2 separate regions of the Mus musculus genome follow, and region 1 is linked to region 2. The links are chromatin contacts, called in public Micro-C maps. All regions are on one chromosome and are shown on one strand. Each heading gives the region's core, a stretch centred on a gene start, on an enhancer-like site or on the middle of the called end of the contact. The rest is flanking DNA. Distances are from core to core; before and after follow the strand shown. Region 1 has its middle 40 kb from the start of Vstm2b. Region 2 holds the start of Vstm2b (V-set and transmembrane domain containing 2B).

What was found. Hi-C and Micro-C count contacts between places; a contact is called where the count stands out from the background.
Region 1: a contact with region 2 is called in a Micro-C map of trophoblast stem cells, with 3 times the contacts expected there. The contact joins the enhancer-like site here to the promoter of Vstm2b in region 2. A contact is called at or near these places in 3 of 39 promoter capture datasets (3T3-L1-derived adipocytes, the HPC-7 cell line and hippocampal neurons), 1 of 484 Hi-C or Micro-C datasets (trophoblast stem cells), 1 of 115 datasets of contacts at active chromatin or transcription factors (embryonic stem cells) and 3 of 9 other capture datasets (adipose tissue, liver and pancreatic islet).

What each region holds. Positions count from the first base shown.
Region 1 is chr7:40,937,647-40,941,669 of GRCm38.p6, forward strand. No RefSeq gene overlaps it. Among named protein-coding and RNA genes, the nearest start is that of Vstm2b, 40 kb to the left of the region's middle. Within about 2 kb of position 2,650, at least 5 of the 459 cell types and tissues checked have an H3K27ac peak or open chromatin away from gene starts, as enhancers often do. A contact at or near this core is called in trophoblast stem cells, where this site is marked.
Region 2 is chr7:40,897,070-40,901,565 of GRCm38.p6, forward strand. It overlaps Vstm2b (V-set and transmembrane domain containing 2B), which reads left to right and starts at 2,209. Exons shown (of 5, transcript NM_021387.3): 1 at 2,209-2,380; 2 at 2,935-3,119; 3 at 4,181-4,210. The coding sequence starts at 2,299. A230077H06Rik (RIKEN cDNA A230077H06 gene) reads right to left here and starts at 1,255. Exons shown (of 5, transcript NR_040329.1): 1 at 1,130-1,255.

The sequences.
Region 1 (4,023 bases), core at 1,400-3,899, 41 kb after region 2:
CATTTGTCAGGACTCCATAGAGAGAAACACACCAAAAAACTTGTGGTGGTTGCTATAGTTTTTGCTGCTTCCTTGGACTTTGCCTGATTGGCAGAGTGGTGTCAGCTGAGACAGACTCACGTGCTGAGACAAAACCCATGGAGGATATGTGATGTTTGGAAGGAGTATAAAAAGACTTGAGGGACAGTGTTGGAGGCTGACCTTGACTTGCTTACATAGCTAAATGGTTCTTGGTCTCAGGTCTTCACTGATCTTTGCTTCATCTAGAAAGACACAGAGCTGAGAACTTCTCCTGACATCCCCGCTGGTCTGAATCCCTCCTTCCTGGTTGTTCCTGCTAGTTCTTAACACCTGTCCTATCCATGCACCACTGATCTAGATTGTTGGTGTATCCATGAAGTGTTTGTGAGTGGATTGAGCTGTCGCTGCTAATTTGTGAACTGAACTGCTGATTTCCAGACAACACAGATGGGAGTTGCTCCAAAGAACCTTTTTAAACAGGTCTTCTTCCCCCACCCCACCTCCCCGACCCTCCCTCCCCCCCCCCCTATCCTTTCTTTTTTCACTCCCTCTGGTGGGCGGTGGGTTAAAAGGGAGGTTAAAGTGTTTAAGAACCATCATGAAAAATAGCCATTAACAAACTAAAGCTGCAAAACAGAGATAGAGACAGAAAATTTCAGATTGTGAGACAATCGCAACACCCACTTACCCTTGATCATAGTTAATGATCTCTAGGTCTTACTTGAACCAATAGCACAAATGATTCTACAGAATGATTCCCCTCTCAAAGGGTTCACTTCACAGTTTCTTTTAACAGAAATCTTTCACAACAGATTTTAAGTAAGACCTGAATTCTTAAAGAGAACCATGTAGACACACAGGCACACACGCACACAATGATTTGCAAATCTATATATCAAGGTGTTAAAAATTTTTTCTTGGACTGGTGTATTGGTTAATGATAGAACAGGTGCCTAGTATAGACAATTCTCTGGCTTCCAAGCCCAGCACTTCAAAGAAAAATAAAAAGGTATGTTTTTCTGGTAGATGGAATCATATGCCTGATTGAGGGTCACCTATTCTGTAAAAAGATTTTTTATTTCTGTAATAAGATCAACACAATAAAATTAATTTAAAAATACATTTTCACATACTCCAACTATAATCTGTAAAGATACCTCTCTCCACCTGCTGTCACAAGCACGTTTACTCCATGGAAGACACTTTCTAGAAACATCACTTTCAATCTCACCTCCTGGATGGCTCAGTGTGGCAACCAGCAGATTTTGTAAGTGGAAAGGCTGAGGCATTATCTGTGTTGGGTGATCATTTACCATATTGTATATTCAAAATCTTGCCCAAGAACGACAGGGATAGCAGCCACGAGGGACATAGGCATACAAGGCCATGGAGAGCTAGGGCAGAGTGACATGCATTCGTCTATCACACAGATTATGACTTCCTGAACAGGAGACACTGCTGACTATGAGCCAAGCCTCCTCCCTCAATTCCACGATGAAGGAAGCCGAGGAATAAACAGTTAACTAGAATTCAAGTTGAACTACAGCAAACATAGTTAACGAGTTTAGAATGGAATTCAGGAGAATTAGTTTACTGTGATGGGGTCCCTGGGGAGCATGGACAGCAGTGCTTGCCCAGACTGAGCAAAAGTGTTGTTTGAGATGATGAGCCATCACAAGCCTCCTGCCTCTCCCTGTTTGGAGAGTTCTGTTAGACACACAGGCAGTCAGCCTTCCCTACAAGCAACACTTGGGCAAAACCCAATGATATTTTTTTTTTCACAAGTGTTTGTCACCAGAAGTGGAAGCCTTTCTGAGGTGTCTAGAAATATGGAGACAAAGCCCAGAAAATCTTGGGTTGTCTGAGCCAAAGGCAGACTGTGTAGGAGTCTCAGAACCAGATCAAGAACATGAATAAACTGCTGGACAAGAGATGCGACATGCAGCATATGCCCAGTGGAGTCAGCCAAGAGAGTTGTATGCACTGAGTGTTTCCAGCATCCTGGGAAAGACAGTGTCATGTGAACCACAGGCTAACTGTCATGGTAGAGACAGATGGGTGGGTAAGGAGGGCATGCCACAACAGAAGCAACAAGAAAAACTCTGAAACAAACGCCAGCTTTTCTCCCTGCCAGAGCCAGGCTGTTCTGTGCACAGGCACCCATGGGAGACAACTGAACAAGGCAGCTGTGTGGAGATACTACAAGGAAACAGAGCAATCCAGGTCTCAATCTTTGTTGATTGTGTGGAAAACTAGAATGAGTCAAGTAAATGAGATATTTCCCATTTCCTTTTAAATTTTATGAGTCAGGGACAAGGAAAATGATTTATCCAGTAGGAAGTATTTTTAGCAATTGGTTTTACTTTATTAAGCAGATGCAAGGTGACTGAATGCTACAGTAACACTTGCTATAGATTACAAACCATTGAATGAAATCCATAAAACCATGAGCAAGTCAGGAGACTTTGTCCTGGCTTGTTTCTAAGCTGTCTAGTCAATGACAATGAAAGAAAAGCAGAGACACCACGTGTGTCTGATTAATCTTTCTTTTGCACAGGAGCTGTCTAGTCTTATTCTCTTGAATAAAAGGGACAGCTAGGTGTGGTGCCAAATGCCTCTAGTTCCAGCATCCAGGAGCCTGAGGCAGGAGGATTGCTATAAGTTCAAGTATAGCATGAGCTACATATACATAGCAAGGTCAAACCTCAGAAAAATAAACAAAACACAAATCAAGGAAAAAGATTCAATGGAGAAATTCAGATGGAAGGTCATATGCAAATTACCTTGTGATAAGGTCTCACCCCTTCAGGGCATCCACAAAATTCCTGCAGTCTACATGATCCCATGACCAAATGGTAGGTAGAGACTAGTTCTTGAGATGTGCTACAACTGTAGTAGATGCTTCTTGTTACACGTATGACATCCTCTCAGGCATTTACAACTGTAGTCTTGTTGGGATGGAAGCTTCTAGAGCACTGAGCAAGGCTCCTGTGCAAAAGAAAGATTAATCAGACACACTTGGTGTCTCTGCTTTTCTTTCCAAGGTCTCCTTTAAGCCCCATGCCCCATCAGCCACAGAGAGGGACACACAGAAGTAAGAATGGTGCCTTGGAGCTTCCTTGTATTCTTATTTTCAGTGTGCAACTAAGCCCCCACCTCAGCATCCCACAAGAGTGAGCTTGACAATACATCTATTAGCTCTTCTTTTTCTAAGATAATGTTCTCTGCTCTTTTGGAATTACCCACAAGAAAATCCTGGTTCTAGAACAAGGATCTTTGCAGGGTTTAGTGTCTTGCCACCCTTCTTCTTTCACTATGACACAAAGTTGGTGTTTTCTTGAGTAATTATTATGATATCATTTTCTGCAGCTAAGTAAGAAGTGGGCCCACAATGAGGAAGTGTGAGCATACCCCTACTTTCTCCATCTGAGAGATGTTACCAGGTGCTGCTAGAGTTCACACTAATGAACGAAACAGCTTCTAAACACGCCCTGGTAAAGACGACCTCATCTACCAGACTGTCCTTCTCTAAGGCCCTGACTGTGGCTTCTTCAGTCTGACTCACTCAGCTCCCTTAGGGTTACTTCCATGAACTCCTGATTATGATTCTATTAGCAGATATTCTCCCCTGCTCAGGATAGTCAAAATCAGGCTCTGTACATGTACCGTGGACCCCAGCCAACAGCTGAGTGTTATCCTGGTCTTTATCAGGACAGCAGCAGCTTCATGATAGCCAAGGGTGAAATTTCATTTGTCATAGGATGGGGTGGTAGCCAGAGAGAAATTCTGACTGCCTTCTAGGATCTGAGTGTTTAAGAACCTTCCAAATTTCAGATGTGAAATCCTACCTCTTCAGGTGATGGTTATAATGGAGTCCCTATGGGGTGAATAGACCAGGAGAGAGCTCTTTTTAAGATTTTCACCCCTGTAGAAGTGGTGTGTGTGTGTGTGTGTGTGTGTGTGTGTGTGTGTGTGAGTGTGAGAGAGAGAGAGAGAGAGAGA
Region 2 (4,496 bases), core at 959-3,458:
GCCTGGTCACTGGCCATCAGTCCTTGATTGAATCTGGTACTGGGAGAGAAACTCACTGCCTCTCCAAACAAGCCAATGCACAGTGGGATAGCTCATGTCATCATATCCCTGCTTGGAATCAATTCTCCAACTGCTCCCTTAGAAACCTGCCATGGTCCTCCTGTGTAGCACGATGCAAGTCTGCCCCCTCCCTTCAAAAGCTGAGGACGGCAAGAGACCTGCAAGGTCTTGCATTCACAGACCTATGGTGGTTTCTAAAGAGTGGTGGAATGTTCAGGGGGAGGCAGGCCAAAGTATGTATACATATATGTAGAGGGAACAGGCAATGGGGACCCTGAATGAAAGGTCTACAAGGCTTTCTGCTCACAGAGCATCAGCGAGTGACCACAGGGTGAAAATGACCCATTGGCCACATAAGGAAGAGGAGGGGCAGAAGAATGCAGTGCCCGTGGTCCTCACTGGTGAGGGGAAAGCTTACAAAGAGCTACCAGCTTCTTCTCTGGAACTGTGTTCCTGTTGTCTTAGACAAGGGTGGCCACTGGGAAATTATTTCCTTTTTGGTCTTCTGTCTTCACTAACCAGTAGCTCATTGTCAGAGATACTTGGAGAGCTCTAGCATTCAGGGGAAGTTCACTGGGATGTGCCTCCATAAGTTAAGATAAAGCCAAGTAATGAGACCAGACCAGACCACTAGCTGGGGGATCCCTTGAGGAAGAGAGAGACCCAAGGAGAGCTCTATGGCTCTCCCAAGCCCTTGTGCCTGGACTGAACTATCTCATCCACCCACACACCCCTTAGGAAGGCAGACTGAACTCTCTAGGTGGCTAAAAGATATGACCCATTCTAGGTGAAGGCCAGGGAAGGTTCAGGGATACAGAAGATGCAAGCGTGGAGGATGGGCTCTGGAACGTGTACTCCACCTCTGCCTGCTTCCACCCGGGGGCTGGAGGATCCCCTTTGCTTTGGGTACAGAGTGGGAAATGGCCAGGAAGAGCTTGCTTGCAAGGACACAGGGACTAGCCCTCTCTCTGGGCAGGAAGACGGTCCCCACCCAGAAACCTCCTGAGCCCTGAGTCGTGCCCGGCGCTCCCCATTTCACCCCACCCGCACCACCTCTGCTGTCACTCACGGCCACTGCCTGCTGGCTCCCTGGTGCGCTCCGCGCCACAGGCACCTGCTCGCCCGGCGCTGGACGCTCAGTTCTTGTTCCCACACTGCGGACTCCTAGTCTTCACTGTCACTTGGTCTTGCTGCTGGCCGGACATAGCACTCCTCCCTTCTTGCATTCCCCTGGAGCCCACCCACCCGCCATGGCCCGGGTCTGGGCCAAAGAGTGGCGTGGCTCGTGGTCCAAACCTGGGTAAGGAGTTGGAGACACTGGGGGCTGCGGAGAGGGTGGGGGACACACAGAAAGCAGGGTGGAGCAGCTGTCTCCAGAGATGGACACTGGGAAGAAGCCAGGAGTTTGGGTGGGAGGACCCCCTAAGCAAAGCAGACGCGGGGTGGGGTTGCGCTGCAGCTAGAGAGATGGTGGTCGCTACGAATGACCCCGCGGCGGGGGCGGGAGGTGGGGGACGACGGGGTAGGGGCGGGGCGGACTCCGAGAGGAGGGCGGGGGTGATGCTGTGGAGGAGGCTGCTCGCCACCCAGCCACTGACCGCCCCCTCCATTCCTCTCCCCTCCCCCCTTTCCCCGCCTCTCTCGGGCTGCGGGTCGGCCACGCTGGACCCGCTCTCCCCGCGCTGCGCTACGGTCGGACGCCAGGTCTGCACGCCGCGGCTGAGCGCCCACTCGCCTTGAAGAGTGAGCGGTGGAGAAACCAGCGGGGGCGGCGGCGGGAGAGCTCCCCGGGAGTCGGAGGAGGTGGCAGTCGGGAGCCCAGCCAGAAGGAGACCAGGAGGCAGACGTTGGTGCCTTACAGGCACTCACTCCCTTCTCCAAGGATGGATCCTGGCGCAGTCCGGCAGTTTCCTGGCCCGCCCGCCAGAGTCTGAACTGCGGATCCCTATTCTCCTGTGGAGCACCGGACTGAAGGAGGTACAGACCGAAGGATCCTCCTGGAGGGACCTCGTCTCCTGCGTCCCCCGCGTAGCGCCCCCCGCCGGAGCCGCGCCGGGCCAGCCGGCAAGGAAGCTGGGCTGATTGGCGGCCGCCGGCGGCCAGGGGAGGGGGCGCCGTGCGGGGCCATGGCAGGCTCCGAGGCGTCCTAGCCGGAGCTCGAGCCGGAGCCGAGCCCAAGCTGCCGCCGCCGCCGCCTCTCCGCGCCGGGCCCCCGCCGCCGCCGCAACCCTGCGGGAGATGGAACAGCGGAACCGGCTCGGCGCCCTCGGATACCTGCTACCTCTGCTACTGCACAGCCTGCTGCTCTTCGTGGCCGACGGTGAGCGCGGGAACTTCGCGGCCGCGATGGGCTCAGGGGACCCTTTGCTAAGGCCACGGAAGTCTGCCCGCTGGCCACCGCGGAGGAGGAAAGGAAGCGGCAGGCTTTACGGTCTCCAGCAATTCGGGTGTGCAACCCAGGCTGGGAGTGGGTAGGAGCACGAGCGCAGAAGAGGGTCTCTGCAGCTGTGGCGTCCGCTTAGGGAGTCCTTTCACCCAGTCCCCGCTAAGCAGAGGAGGCCTGCAGCAAGCCAGAGTTGGCGCTTCCCAGCCCAGCTCCAGTGATACGGCCCTACCTCCCCTAAACCCTGCACGACCTGGAGGGGAGTAGCCTGCAGCAAGTGGCGGACCCCCGCTGCCACCTTTGCAGCTGCTCCCTGAACTTTGCTGGAGCCTCTCGCCCAGGGTCACTTAGTAGCTGGGGACAGGAGTGTGGGTGAGCCCAAGGCCCGGTAGCAGGAGACCGACCGCCTCAGCCTCGGGTAGCCCCAAGCTCTCCCAACCCTACCCCCACCTCGCCTATCCCCTGGTCACGCCTCTCTCTCCCGCCCCCAGCTACATTCACCGAAGTCCCCAAAGATGTAACCGTGCGAGAGGGTGACGATATCGAAATGCCCTGCGCGTTCCGGGCCAGCGGAGCCACCTCTTACTCGCTGGAGATTCAGTGGTGGTACCTCAAGGAGCCTCCCCGGGAGCTGTTACACGAGCTGGCGCTCAGCGTGCCGGGCGCCCGGAGCAAGGTAATCCGCTGCCCTTCGCTGCACCCGTGCTTACCCGACTTCTTCCAGTGGAAGTGAGGGGTACCTCCACAGGGCGCTGCCCTGTCGCTCAGCCACCTCCCGTCCTCTGTATCTCCACAGTATTGACAAAGTAAACGGATGTCCCCGGATGCTATAGGTTCTTTATCACTCTTTCCCCTTCTCGCCCAGCCCCTGAAAACCTACACACACCTGGCCCAATTTTCCTGCTCATGCAAGCTAGCTTTGGGACTATACTCTGATGGGTGCTAGCGTGAGAAAAAAAGCAGATCACTTGATTCTGGCAGGCTCTCTTCTGCCACTCTGGGGTCCCAGGGCCAAGGAGTTCAGCTCCTTCAGATTGTGTTTATGTGGTAGAGAAGAGGGTACTAGAGCATGGTAGCCAGCAGGTCACTCACCTCTAGCTTCCATAGGGTCTGAGAAACAGCTCCACCCTCAGTGGCTGGAATACTTTACAACCTGCCCCATAGCTCACACCATCATTTACACACCCACCTACCTACAGTGTCCCCAGAATCCCACTCAGTGTTCCTGTTCTCATCCTCCTCTGGCACGTATCCACATACCAGACTGTCAAGGCCTTCATGATGTTGGACCTTCCATCCAGTGTTCGGTTCCAAGTGGAGAATTTAGAGGAAATGATGAGGTCCCCTTGGCTGTCCAGCATCCCCACTCTCCCAAGCAGACAGGTGTGTATGGGGCAGCCACTCCTCAGCCAAATGGTTTTAGCCAGGAAACCTACTTTTCTCTTGGCGCACTGCAGGAATCCTAATGTATTTGGTACCCTTCGCCATGCCACACCTCAGGCATGTCAAACCCCAGCTCACCTGCAGAAAGTATCCTTGTCAAAGACAGGTCAGAGGTTTCCGTGCACAAAAATGTCAACAGCTTAATTTCATAATCAATCAATTAATATCTCTGTCCCTTCCTCCCTCTCTCCCCCCTCCCTCCCTCCCTCCCTCCCTCCTTCCTTCCCTCCCCGCTCGCTCCGTTCCTTCCTCTTCCTCCCCCTTCCTTTCTCCCTTTCTCTCTCTTCATTTTAGGTAACAAATAAGGATGCAACTAAAATCAGCGTAAGTGTGGAGACCAGCGTGGGCCGCGGGAGACCCCTTCTGGCCGCTTCGCGCCCCGCAGCTCCCTCCCCTTTAGAAAGCCTCTTTCGCCGAGCCATGCGGAGCTCTACTACCACTGGGGTGTATTGTGGGCTCCTTGGCGTATCTGGGCGCCATCTGTCGCTAGTAGAGGGATTAGATTGTCTTTTGTGTAAATTAAGGGTCCAAATCCAAGTCTCACATGATACTTACCAGTAAAACACAACTTCCTCTGCACCACGCGCTCAGGGACCTGGAGAACATCTGC